2 separate regions of the Ovis aries genome follow, and region 1 is linked to region 2. A link is a contact called in public Hi-C data. All regions are on one chromosome and are shown on one strand. Each heading gives the region's core, a stretch centred on a gene start, on an enhancer-like site or on the middle of the called end of the contact. The rest is flanking DNA. Distances are from core to core; before and after follow the strand shown.

Region 1 (6,314 bases), core at 1,589-4,088, 110 kb before region 2:
ATTTTTTAAATTATAAATCCTCATCAAGTTAATAGTGGAGAAGAGCCAGAGCCTGGGCAGCCAGAGGCCGGAATGGACTGTGGCAATGCCCACTGAGGATGGGGTGCCATTCCCCTGCGAACACGGAGCCTCTGAGCACCCTGCAGGGTCACTTTCCCATGGATAATTAATGGCCGGGTCAAAGTCCAACCACGCAGACAAACAGGTCTCCCTCTCACCGGGCTGGGTCAGAATAGCCTCTTATGTCACTGAGAACACAGGCCAGTGCTGGAGCGATGCTGATCCACCAGCGGTGACCTCATCTCCTCGGGTTGCAATTTCACGGTGGGGGGTGGGGAGGCCGATCCACTGTGGTCACCAAGCTGCCCGGGAGGGCGAGCCATACCAAAAAGGAAAAGAACTTGACCCACAGTCCCTCCTGGATCAGCAGGGCTTCCTGGGGGCCAGGGGTGGTCAGAGAAGCTTCTGAGAGAAGAAGGACCCCGAGGCACAACTCTTACTCGTCTGGAATGTTCTCTGGAGTCCTCGCCCCGAGGACCCCCTCTGGGCGGCTCCTGCAGCTTGGTCACAAGGCCGCAGAGCGGAGGCATCAGGGTCACCGTGTCATTGTGGACGGAGCCTCTGGCCCCACAGGCCTCTTCTCTCACCCCCCCTGCCCTCCCTCTCTCCCCGCGGGGAGCTCACCAGCTCAGAGCCGGACACAAGGCAAGCACCGAATGAACAGCCCCTCATGTTTGGATTCTGCCCCTCACCCCTCATGTTTCTTCCTCGCCAGGCATGTGGTGGGGCCAGAGTGTCCAGACTGCCCCCAGGAGCCAAGAAGAGGATGTCCTGGAAAGGGGAGCGGGCCAGAGTGGCGGGGACACACCGTGCTCCTGGGGAAGGTGTGGGCCCCGCCCCGGTAACCGGGCGAGCTGGCCAGCTTGCACACGGCCGCAGGCTCCTCCTGCCGCAGACACCGGCTCTGACATCCAAACGCACCTGCTGGGTGCTCCCTCAGCGCCCTGCCTCACCATGGGCGACACGGACGATCAGCTGAAGGAACAGCCCCTCAGGACTTCGGCAGAAGGTGAGGGAGGCCCCTTCTTAACTCAAGGGAAAGGACAAAGAGCACTCGTCACACACACTGCTGTTTTCTGTTACACAGAGAAGAAATATGAAATGAATGAAGGCCTGAAGGGATATGGCTCTACTGATGTTGAAGTATATAAGGCACTATATTAAGGTCCTTGTAGGTAAACAGTCTTGTTAAAATCTCACAAAACACCACATACCTTCCTTATTTGCCATCCTGCTTTTTCTTCAGAGCCCTATCACTGGCTGACACCTTCCATTTTTTTTGCCTGTTGACCGTCTGTGTCACTGCCTGCATCTTTGGCTCCTCTTGAGCAGGCAGCCACACAGGAGTGAGTCAGGCAGACCTGACCCCAGACGGGGTCAGGACCAAGGGTGATCCGCACTGATCTACGGCAGTGCACAGAGGCCACCGCTCCACATTCTACTCTCCCTGTTGGCTCACTCTGCTCCATCCACACCGGCCCTCTATACATACATTGGGTAACTCCTGCCTCAGGGCTTTTCACTTGCCAGCGTCCCTGCCTGGAATACGTACACCCTTGCGCCTGGCACCTGGGACAGGATCAGGGCTCCCTCCTCGTAGCTGCCACATGGGGACCCCTTCTCACCTCGTCTCGAACATGAGTAGTCTGCACAGCAGCCCCCCTCCCAGGGAGTGGGGTGTGCCTGGGAGAGACCACCAGGTGCCTGGCACACAGTAGGTCCTTAGTAACACCAGCAGGTCTCAATTTCTGGCTGTTCTCCCTGCTTCTACCTCCAAATCATGATGGGGTGACCCGTGAAATATCCAGTGGCCCAAATGTGCATACTTGACTAGGAGAGAGTCCATTCTGGGGGGAACAAAGTCCTCTGTCTGACCCTTGCCTGGTCAAGGGGTTGTGTCTTAGGAAGCAGACAAGCCTCCTCAGACCTGGAAGGGTGCCTTGATTCTGGCATACCCTACCCTGTTTGGCCGGCAGCACCGGGACCCAGCGAGGGGTGGCACCTTGTCCAAGGTCACAGAGCAGGTAGTAACTGAGCAGAGGCCGTCTGATCCTGGACCTGCCAAGGCCTTGTCCAGTGTTCTTTCTACTGCTCCATGTGGCCCCTGGGGCTTTGGTGCCATCAGGGCTACAAACAGGATCAGAGGAACAAGGAGACAAAGTCTCCCACATCAGAGGAGGACAGAAAGCTATTTTCAGAAGCGAGCTGTGGCGGTGGGGTGGGGGGAGAGGAAGGACCGTGGGCAGGTCCCCCCGCCTCTCTGAGCCTCAGTTTCCTCATCTGTCAAGAGGGGACAACTATGTCCCAGGGCTGTCTGAAGATGAAAGGCAGGGATGGCTGCACAGCTAAGCTTCCCATTTCCTATTGTCTTGTGGCTGACGGGGAGGCACAGGAAACCAAGAAATTCCATGAGTGAAAAGGAGAATTCCAGTGCTGGACAGGGGAGTGGGTGGCCACAGCCCAGCCCCGTGATGACTTTCAGGGTCGTAAACATGGAAATGAAGAGGTCTGGAAGCCAGAGGTGAAGGCAGGAAGCTTCTGGGTCTAATTCATCTTGGAGGGGCATCTGATGAGGCCGTGACTGAATAATTCCAGTGGCATTCAATGTTACACAGGCCCCAGAGGATTTACTGGGTTATCTAGACAACAGAGGATTCTAGGAATCCGGGATGCATTCACAATGCATCAATCACTGCCAGGAAGCCCACGCGGACTCCTCACCCAGTGTGGGCTCAGGACAGGGGAGGGGACGTGGTGGAGGGGCTGCCCTCTGATGTCAGAACCTCGCCTCCACTTGGGGAGAAAGCTGCCCTCCTTTTTTCCTCTGAATTCTTCCAGCTCTAACATCAAATGACCCTGCGATGACTCAGAGGGGAAAAAGGCCCACTGGCCAAACACAGAGACTGCAAACAGGAGGAAATGATTTCTGCTCCTCTGCGGACCCAGGAGGCGCCGTCCGGACCCCAGAAGGGAACCAAAGTTTTCTCTTTGGCTTCAAAAAAGTGACGTTAGTTTTCACTCTAGCTTTAAAACCCTTTAGGACACAGAGGAGGAACTGATGCCACAGGCTTTGAAACTGGGAGGGGGAAGGTTCGGAGGCTTCTGTCCTTTGTCAAGCCCCACCCTCTTCTTGTCTGGGGCCCCTGGAACCTCTAGAATGGCCCAGCCCAGGGGGGATACAACTTACATTTCTGTCGTTATGAATCCGGTGAGCTCCGAGAGGAAGAGGAAGAGGATGAAGAGGCAGCAGCAGACGGAGACTGAAAGAAACGACACAGACGCCCAGTTAAGGGGTGGTGGGCACTGGCAGGAGGCCGGCCCCCTGCCCTCAGACAGACCCCGGCCAAAGCCCCTTCCACCTCTCGGCCTGCGCGTGAAGCAGCCCCACTCCACAGAGGGAGACCACCTCCGGCTGATCTGACCCGCCCGTGTGGACAGAGCCCCCGGTTTGGGCAGATCCTCCAAGGCAGAGGCCCCCAACCCTTCTGGCACCAGTGACCGATTTCACAAAGACAGTTTTTCCATGGAGGGGGATGGGTGGGAGTGGAGAGGTGGGCCAGGCAGTCATGCGAGAGATGGGGAGCGGCAGATGACGCCTCCTTCCTCACCCGCCGCTTCCTTCCTGCCGTGCAGCCTGGTTTCCTACGGGCCAAGGACCAGTGCCAGTCCTCGGAGGGGCCAGCCCAGCTTCTCCCCACAAGAACATTTTAACACAGACGTCAGTCACAAAACGGCAGCTGCAGGTCAATGGCCCACAGATGTGTTCTGTTTGGCTCAATGGATATACACGTTAACACTTGGAGGTACTTCCCTGGTGGTTCAGTGGTGAAGAATCCACCCTCCAATGCAGGGGCGCAGGTTCGATCACTGGTCCAGGATCTAAGACCCCACATGATGTGGCGAAACTAAGCCCAGACACTATAACGGGAGAAAGCCTGTGCGCCCCAATGAAGACCCAGGGCAGCCAAAATAAACACAAAACAAGAGAAGACCTTGGACTCGACATCGAACAATGTGCAGACGTCACACTGAGGCCAGATTTCTGGCTGTTCCAGGACAACTGAGCCCTGCTTCCACGAGGGGGTGGCCTGGGCTCACCAGTTTGCCTCAGGCCTCAGCGTTCCCTCCTGCCACCCAGATTCCAAGGCTGAGGCAGGGCATCCCCTGCCATCTCTCCCTGCCTGCTATGGACTCGTCAACGCGCCCGAGTCCCCATCAGAGGTGAGAACTGAGGACACCCAGAGCCGTGCTTCCAGAGAAGGCTCTCCATGGGAGGTCCTACAAGTCTGAAACGCAGAGAGTGCAATGGAGCTCCAAGGTCGTCCCAGGTCACTCATATTTGTCTGGCCTGCCTGGCCCCTGGCGAGGCTGGGATTTGTGACCCTGGAGTCGTTCACTGGGGCAGGACATAACAAGCACCCCTGGGGCTGGCCCTCAACTCTTCTCCAGCCCCATCTCCCGACAGTGCCCCTAACATCTAACTACCCAGCCACCCCGGGCCATGTGCTGGCCCCTAAATGTGAGGATCCTCTGTCTGGAAGGCACCTCCCCATCTTCACTCCTCCTCCTTGGTTACCAGCTCTGCCTGGTGATCTCCTGTTCATCCTCCCAGGCTGAGGCCCAACTCAAACGTCCCTTCTTATGGGAAGCTCCTCCAGGCCTTAGAGGTGGAACTGGTCCCCCTTTCCTCTGTGCTGCCAGCCTCCATCTGAACACCTCCTAAATGTTATTGACTATCTGCAGCCCTGCCTTTCACTAGTTTGATAACCCGGAAGGCAAAAACTCCACAACCCCAGTGTCTGGGCTGGGACTGGGTACATAGAAGGTGATACAACAGGCTTTGTGGAAGGCAGGAAGCCAGCCCCCAAAATACAGAACATGGGCTCAGCGCGCCTCATCCGGGCATATCACAGAGGCGTGAGCAAGGGCTCCCACAGTGCGCCCTGCTACTGACATGCTGTGTGTCTCCGGGTAAGCTAATCAACCTCTCTCTGCTTGTTTCTTCATCTGCAAAACGGCACTGTAGTAACACCTGCCTTACGGGACTGCTCGAGGGTTTCCACAACACAGACACTGGGCTTGAAACGGTGCCTGACAGGTAATAATGGTGCAAGCATTAGCTCCTTTTAGGATCGTCATCAGGGAGACCCCGGGGGGTTTGCTGCTTCCAGGAAGGTGACTTGGCAAATGGGTCGACCCTCAGTCTCCCACGAAGAAAAACGTTCTCAGTCAGTCCCACCGACTGACGCAGCTGCATTCTCGACAGCCAGCCCCGGGTGGACCAGGCCATCCTGACAGCTGCTGGAGCCAGGTGTTCGTCAGCAGCAGCTGCAGCATTACTGCACCACCTGTCCACGGTAACACGAACGGGCGAAGATGTGTTCGGAGGGAAGAAGGCGGGGAACAAGCGTCTGAGGGGCACCTAACCACGCCCTGTTGTGGGAACGTTCACAGGTACAGGTCATGTCACACGGCCATGTGGCAGAGGGCACAAGCCCTCGTGGAGGGTGTAGACATGAAAACTCAGAGAGGGGAAGGGTCCGACCCCGGAACACACTGGGTGGCAGGCAGGGGGAGGCTGAAACCTGACCGTTCTGGAGCCAACGCCCTGAGAAAAGGACCCTGAGGTCTCAGAGCCGAAGAGAAGGATGGCATAGGGACACCCCAGAGTCCCCACCAAGCCTCCAAACCCACCCCCAGACAGGGGGCACGCTAGAGGGACTCCCCGTTCTTCCCAACTGTGAGAAAAGCTGTATGAGCAGAGTTTAAGGGTTTTACTGTAAATGATAAGAAAAATCATCAATCTGCATAAAAAGGCATACCATACCAGTCTCCTTCTCACTCCCGACCCAGAGCCCCACGTCCAGAGGCAATGCCCTTACCGTCCTGTGTCCTGCCATGAGCTTACGAGTTTTTTCCTCTAAGCAAAGAGCCCGATATCCACAGGCCTTGCTCATGCAGCAACCTACGTCCAGGCAGGAGTCACATCAGTTTATCAGAGTGGCCATGTGGTTTGTTTTCACGGCACAGAAATTAACGCCAAATGTCTTCTCCAGCTGCTGAACAAATCCACTGCAGAAGACTGGCTGGCAATCCAAATTTCCCAGACTCACAGCCTTCCCCTTCTCACCTGCAAACAAGTCACTGCAGCTATGATGCCTCCTGATTTAAAAAAACAAAAACAGCCAGCTGGGCAAACCACCCTTTACCTGCAATCTCGTACCTTTTCTGACTCACATTTCAGTCACTTTCAC
Region 2 (6,340 bases), core at 1,137-3,636:
TTTACCACCACACTCCCCAACCTGAGCCATTGTGTGTTGACTGGGCTCAGCGAGGGACCTCTGTACCAGCTTCACCTACCAGCATCCAGTGGTGACCTTCTCACCAAGCTCTGGTGCCAAATGCTGAAACACAAAATGGCCTGATTATATAAGAAGTGCTCTTCTGGGAAGGGGAAGACCAAAAGATCTAGTGAATCATAGCAAGAAGGCATGGGTAGGGCCTGGGCTCCTTATATCTATCATCTCTAACTTGGGCCTCAAATCATTCACAAAGTAGGCAGTTGTAAGAAAATTGTTCAGATGTCAGCTTAGAGGCTCATTAGGGGAAGAGATTCAGCTAGGATCACCCAGGAGCAAAATGACAGCATGGGGGCCAAGCTCTGCTCTTTCTAGACAGGCTAGAGAGGAAAACCGTGCAGAGCTCAGCAGACACCTGATTGTAGGGCCACACTGCCACTTACCGCTCTAATATTTGCATTAAAAAAAGTTTGCTTTTTGAAAATATGTAGGTATTAAAAACTGCTCTTGGTAAAACACACACACACACACACACAACTTGGGATAGATCAAGTTGGTATGCTGTGAAAAGTCAGCAGCTGTAACATTTCATGATTCAATGCATAAAATATGTTGAGTTCCTCAGCTGAATAAGTAGTATAAACAAATACTTTCTCTTTTTTTTAAAAGATACAGGGCGGGTGTTGCCATAATCTAAGGACCTCTTTGCTGTTCTCAGCCAGTGTTCACCTGAAGGCCAAAAATGCTCTTTTTAAAAAAGCACTTAGCCTTTTACTTTTTTAGAATTTAGGCAGAAAGTCTGAGCATGTGAGAACACTAAGCGAGGCAAATGCAGAAGTTGCCTCTGCTGATACAACCAGCGGATCAACGACACTGGGTGTTAGTGAAATACCCCGCTCTCCTAGAGGAGAGGGGAGGAAACCACAGAATGTTCCTGACTCAGCACCCCAGCCTGATGGCGCAATATTTGTGTTTGTGTGGTGCTGCCGGGGATCGGGAGGTCGGAGGGCTTCACTAGGGCCCAGGATGAGGGTGACCTTATGGAGGTCTCCCCAAACCTTTGTCCAGGTCCTGTAAATCCTCTTAAAATGCTGTAGGATTATATTTCAAGACCAGCTCACGTTGATGGCAAGAACCAGGGCCCTGGGGCTGGACGGTGCTCCGGTTCCCAGTTGCAGTCCCCAGCCCGGCGCTTAGTAGGCGCTCAATCAGTACATGTTTGGGGACTAAAAGAAAATCCCCAGGAAAAGGGAATGGTAACCCACTCCAGTATTCTTGCCTGGGAAATTCTATGGACAGAGGAGCCTGGTGGGCTCCAGTCCATGAGGTCGCAAAGAATCTGAAGAAACCACCACAAAGAGATGAAGCCGCTGAGACTTAAGAAAACGCGAGCAGAAGAAAGGTGTCTGGCGGTCCCTGCGGGGGCGCTGTCGATCCGCACTGGGCGGGGGGTCGCCTCACTAAAAGCCGGACGTCCGCAATCCACAACCGCACCTTGCGGCCCCCACCCTCATTTCAGACCCCTGACCCGCCTTCCTCGGCTCACAACCACGTAAGGACCACATGACTAGGATTGACATTTTTCTGCTTGGGGTTTGGTTGGACCGCATTTTACTTGTTAAATGTACATTTTAAAGTAACAGGAAAGCCTGGGGAACAGGAATGTATTTCCCTGAACACCTCCACCCCAACCTACCCCGGTTGTTCTTGAGCGGACAAACTCAATTTTTCTCCGACCCTCATTTCAGTCTCCCCTCGGCCCGCTCACCCCCAGCAGTGCGATACTGGGCAAGTATAATAAATCGCTTCTCCTCGGGAACCCGTGTTTCCTCGCCTGCTGGGTACGGGGAAATGAGAGAAAGGGGCGCCTGTGTATCCAGTAACAAAGGAGACCCCTTTCGGCTCCGGTCGGCGGAGGAGCGGGCGCCGGGACGCGGCGCGGTGGAGGGGGTGGAAAGGGGGAGGCGGGGGCCCATGGCACGCGGCCCGCTCCCAGGCACTCGCACACGGGAGTCAGCCCTCGGCTGGCAGAGCGCCCACCCTCTCCCCTCCCCGCTGGGCCCGGAGAGTGGCCCGGACCAGCTCCCTAGGGACGCGCCAGGCGCAGGCTGGACGGCCGGGCGGAGGCCGAAGCCCGAGCCAGAGCTTAGCCAGCGGACCCCACTCGGAGGCCGCTGACGTCTTCGCCTTTGGCTGCTCCGGCGCCAAACCCGGCAAGGCGGGTGACGTCACCACACCAGTCACGTGACCGTCATTCAAACAAACAATCCCCTCCCCCACAGCGCGCGCGCGCGCGCGCCCCGCCCCGCGCCGCCCCGCTTGCTTACGCGGAGCCACAATATAAACGCTCTCCGCCGGCTCGGACTCGCTGCGAAAGACTTCGGGGCCCTGGGCGAATCGCGGGTGGAAGGGCCGTCGGGAGAGCAACAAGGAAGCCGAGGCGGTCGAGAGTCCCACACGGCGACCCCTCGCTCGGTCCAAAGGCAGTTTGGGTTTGGCGCAAAGAAAACCGGGGTCGGGCTTTTCCTCGAAAGCCATCGCCCTGCTGTTCGCTTCCCGGGACAAAGAACGTAGGACGACTTGCACGCTGGGGGCGCTGGGGCCGGCCATGGTCATGGAAGTGGTCTCCCTGGACGCCGGAGGCCTCCGGACGCTGCTGCGGGAGCGCGCGGCGCAGTGCCTGCTGTTGGACTGTCGCTCCTTCTTCGCTTTCAACGCCGGCCACATCGCCGGCTCGGTCAACGTGCGCTTCAGCACCATTGTGCGTCGGCGGGCCAAGGGCGCCATGGGTCTGGAGCACATCGTGCCCAACGCCGAGCTGCGCGGCCGCCTGCTGGCCGGCGCCTACCACGCAGTGGTGCTGCTGGACGAGCGCAGCGCCGCGCTGGACTGCGCCAAGCGCGACGGCACCCTGGCGCTGGCCGCCGGCGCGCTCTGCCGCGAGGCGCGCAGCGCGCAAATCTTTTTGCTCAAAGGTACGCCTTCGGGGACGCTCAGGGGCGGGCCTCACGCCCTCCGCCGCCTAGTCTGGGGACCCCTGGTTCTCAGCTGCGGGGGGTGCTGCTCCACCTGAGAGCTTGGACGCCTGAGTCGCATTGTGGGGACTTGTTGGCTTTGTTTGGCTCTAGGAACAAAGACTCGCCTGGGGCTCCCCGGGCTAAACTTCCAGCTCTGGTGGATGAGGAAGTTGTATGAAGGTACCCTGTCTCGGCGGTACTAATGAAAAATATGTGTCTCTTTGTGTTCCCAGGAGGATATGAAGCTTTTTCTGCTTCCTACCCGGAGCTGTGCAGCAAACAGTCGACCCCCATGGGGCTCAGCCTTCCCCTGAGTACTAGTGTCCCTGACAGCGCTGAATCGGGGTGCAGTTCCTGCAGCACCCCGCTCTACGATCAGGTTAGTAGGGGGCTGTGCCGGAGGGGAGAAGGAAGAGCTGGCAAAGGTGGCAGAGCCGCGCTAGTGAAAATATAGAAAGTGACGTGCAGCTTTATTTATAACAGGGGACACAGGAGATTTCATTTATCCCGTGGTTACATGGCATGATGGAGCCGAGCCTGTAATTGTTGGCACTACAGAAATTAGCTTGTTGGCCCTGCCTAGGCAAATGGGTTTAGTCCCTTATTTATTGACACTCTTAACAGTGCTGTGAGGTTCACCCAATATTGAAACTAACTTATCCAGGAGGGAGGTTTTGTGGATGTGGGCACCACCATTGCCGTTGAACAAAGCTTGACAAGCGTTGGATGTTTCTGGATTTCAGGGTGGCCCAGTGGAGATCCTGCCCTTTCTGTACCTGGGCAGTGCCTATCATGCTTCCCGCAAGGACATGCTGGATGCCTTGGGCATCACTGCCTTGATCAACGTCTCTGCAAACTGTCCCAACCATTTCGAGGGTCACTACCAGTACAAGAGCATCCCCGTGGAGGACAACCACAAGGCAGACATCAGCTCCTGGTTCAATGAGGCAATTGACTTCATAGGTAAGTGGAGCAGATGCCTGGGACTTTGCCACACTCCTTCTGTTTCAGTGACTGAGACTAAATTCCATGGCAAGAACTTGAGCAACATAGATTTAAGCTTTCCTCTAGACATTAAAATCAGTCTGGCATGGGCAGCATCCCTGCAAAGTACAGTTTCGATGTCCCACTTTATAAATTAGCAAACTGAATCTCAGGTTGAATTGATCTGTCCAATATCAATCTGCTTAGTGGCGATGCCTTGCCTGGGTTTAAATCCCCGGCTGTTTAAATCCACTGTGCCCACATTGCCTTCATGGACAGTATGTCTGTGATGACATGAGGTGATATCGACCATACTGGACAGGACACATGTGGCATTTCTTAGACACCTGGGGTTGGTTGGAGTTATTCTCCTGGGCTCTCAAATAACCAGCTGCCCTTTGTTTTCCAGACTCCATCAAGAATGCTGGTGGAAGGGTGTTTGTCCACTGTCAGGCGGGCATTTCCCGATCGGCCACCATCTGCCTCGCTTACCTCATGAGGACTAACCGAGTCAAGCTGGATGAGGCCTTTGAGTTCGTGAAGCAGAGGAGAAGCATCATCTCCCCCAACTTCAGCTTCATGGGCCAGCTGCTGCAGTTTGAGTCGCAGGTCCTGGCCCCCCACTGCTCGGCAGAGGCGGGGAGCCCCGCCATGGCTGTGCTTGACTGCAGCACCTCCACCACCACTGTCTTCAACTTCCCGGTCTCCATTCCCGTCCACCCCACAAACAGTGCATTGAGCTACCTTCAGAGCCCTATCACGACCTCTCCCAGCTGCTGAAAAGCCACGGGAGGTGATCTTCACAACCCACCGGGATTCCAGGCTCCTGGAAAGTGGAAATGCAATAACTCCAGGGAAGGGGGCTCGTGAGGGCTGGTCTTTATTTATTTAATTTCACCCAAGTTCCACTGGGTTCCTGAGCAGTTGTAATGATGACTTCACGCCAAGATGTTTGCTGAACTCAGCACATTTCGGGACCAACATACAGTGCGTACATCAAGTCCCTCGGACAGAAAGGGGCAGAAGAGAGAGGACTCAAGTGTGAGAGCCGATTTCTCTTTTTGTCCCTGTTTTCTGAAGACACTTTTCATGCTTGACATACCTACCAGTATTACCATTCCCGACAACGCATATACATATGAGAATATACTTTGTTTTATTTATTTTTGTGTAGGCGGTCCACCTTCACAAATGTCAGTGTCTACTCCTAGAAGAACCAAATACCTCAATTTTTGTGTTTGAGTACTGTAATATCCTGTAAATATATCCTAAGCAGGTTTGTTTTCAACACTGGAAAGCACCAGTGTTGATTTTGTTTTGTTTTTTAAGTTGCCAACAGTTGTATGTTTGCTGATTATTTATGACCTGAAATAATATATATCTTCTTCTAAGAAGACATTTTGTTACATAAGGATGACTTTTTTATACAACAGAATAAATTATGGCATTTCTATTGAAATCTCGATGCTTTTCTTGGTCAGCCCTCTGATTCCTTTCCCATAACTGGAATAGGGGAAAACAAGGTCCTTCAGAATATGTTTTGGCATCTGATCCCATACTCCTTGGTGGCCCCCCAGTCCCATGAGATGGCTGGGTTGCCAGGGTGGTAGAGAAATGTGATCAATTATTTTTAAAAAGTACTAGAACCTGCTCTTGGTAATGAATTCGAGTGTCTGCCTATGTTTTTCCCAACATGTCACACAGGGAACCCAAGTGTACCCAGAGCCAAAACTAGGAATAAGTGGCCCATATGCTTGGTTGCTTTTTTCATTTAATACCTTCCCCCAGGTTAATCTTAAAAAGCCTCCTCCCCTCCTCTGATCTCTACTAAAGAGATAAAGATAGTTTCTCAGTAGGCTTGGCACAAGTGTGTTTCTACCATGTGCAAGGTGGGCTGTGCTTACCCCAGAACAACTCAGCAAGATCTGTAAAGGATAGAGACCCAGCATAGCTAAGGAACACAAGTGGGGGAGTTGGGCCCTGTGTCTGTTTTGTTTCCTAATTTTATGGCCTTTTTATTTCATAACTTGCTCCTCACGTGCTCTTTTTCTTTTGAAAAGACCTTTATTAATTATGAAAGGAATACTGAGCACAGTAAGCCAATACAATGCAGACAAGTCACCTGGAGCCCCCACCCCAGCCTGACCCTTACTGTTTTGGAGCCCGTTCCCTGGGCATCTCCGCATCTGTACCCAGCATTTTTGGTGGCAGCCTCCTTCAGGTCACTTGCTGCCCTGATTTCATAATTTTGTTGAAGAAGATAGACAATTAAATCTGGCTTGCTCTAGGGCAATATTCTGGATTTTCACTGTCTTGCCAAA

What was found. A called contact is a pair of places that touch in the nucleus more often than the background predicts.
Region 1: a contact with region 2 is called in a Hi-C map of skin fibroblasts, with 3 times the contacts expected there. The contact joins the enhancer-like site here to the promoter of DUSP1 in region 2. A contact is called at or near these places in 2 of 16 Hi-C or Micro-C datasets (muscle and skin fibroblasts).

What each region holds. Positions count from the first base shown.
Region 1 is chr16:4,823,290-4,829,603 of ARS-UI_Ramb_v3.0, reverse strand. ERGIC1 (endoplasmic reticulum-golgi intermediate compartment 1) reads right to left here. Exons shown (of 10, transcript XM_015101240.3): 3 at 3,248-3,320. Among named protein-coding and RNA genes, the nearest start is that of ERGIC1, 61 kb to the right of the region's middle. Within about 2 kb of position 2,838, at least 12 of the 54 cell types and tissues checked have an H3K27ac peak or open chromatin away from gene starts, as enhancers often do.
Region 2 is chr16:4,708,738-4,715,077 of ARS-UI_Ramb_v3.0, reverse strand. DUSP1 (dual specificity phosphatase 1) reads left to right here and starts at 2,386. Exons shown (of 4, transcript XM_004016868.5): 1 at 2,386-2,993; 2 at 3,269-3,414; 3 at 3,779-3,998; 4 at 4,429-5,478. The coding sequence starts at 2,627. The coding sequence ends at 4,799.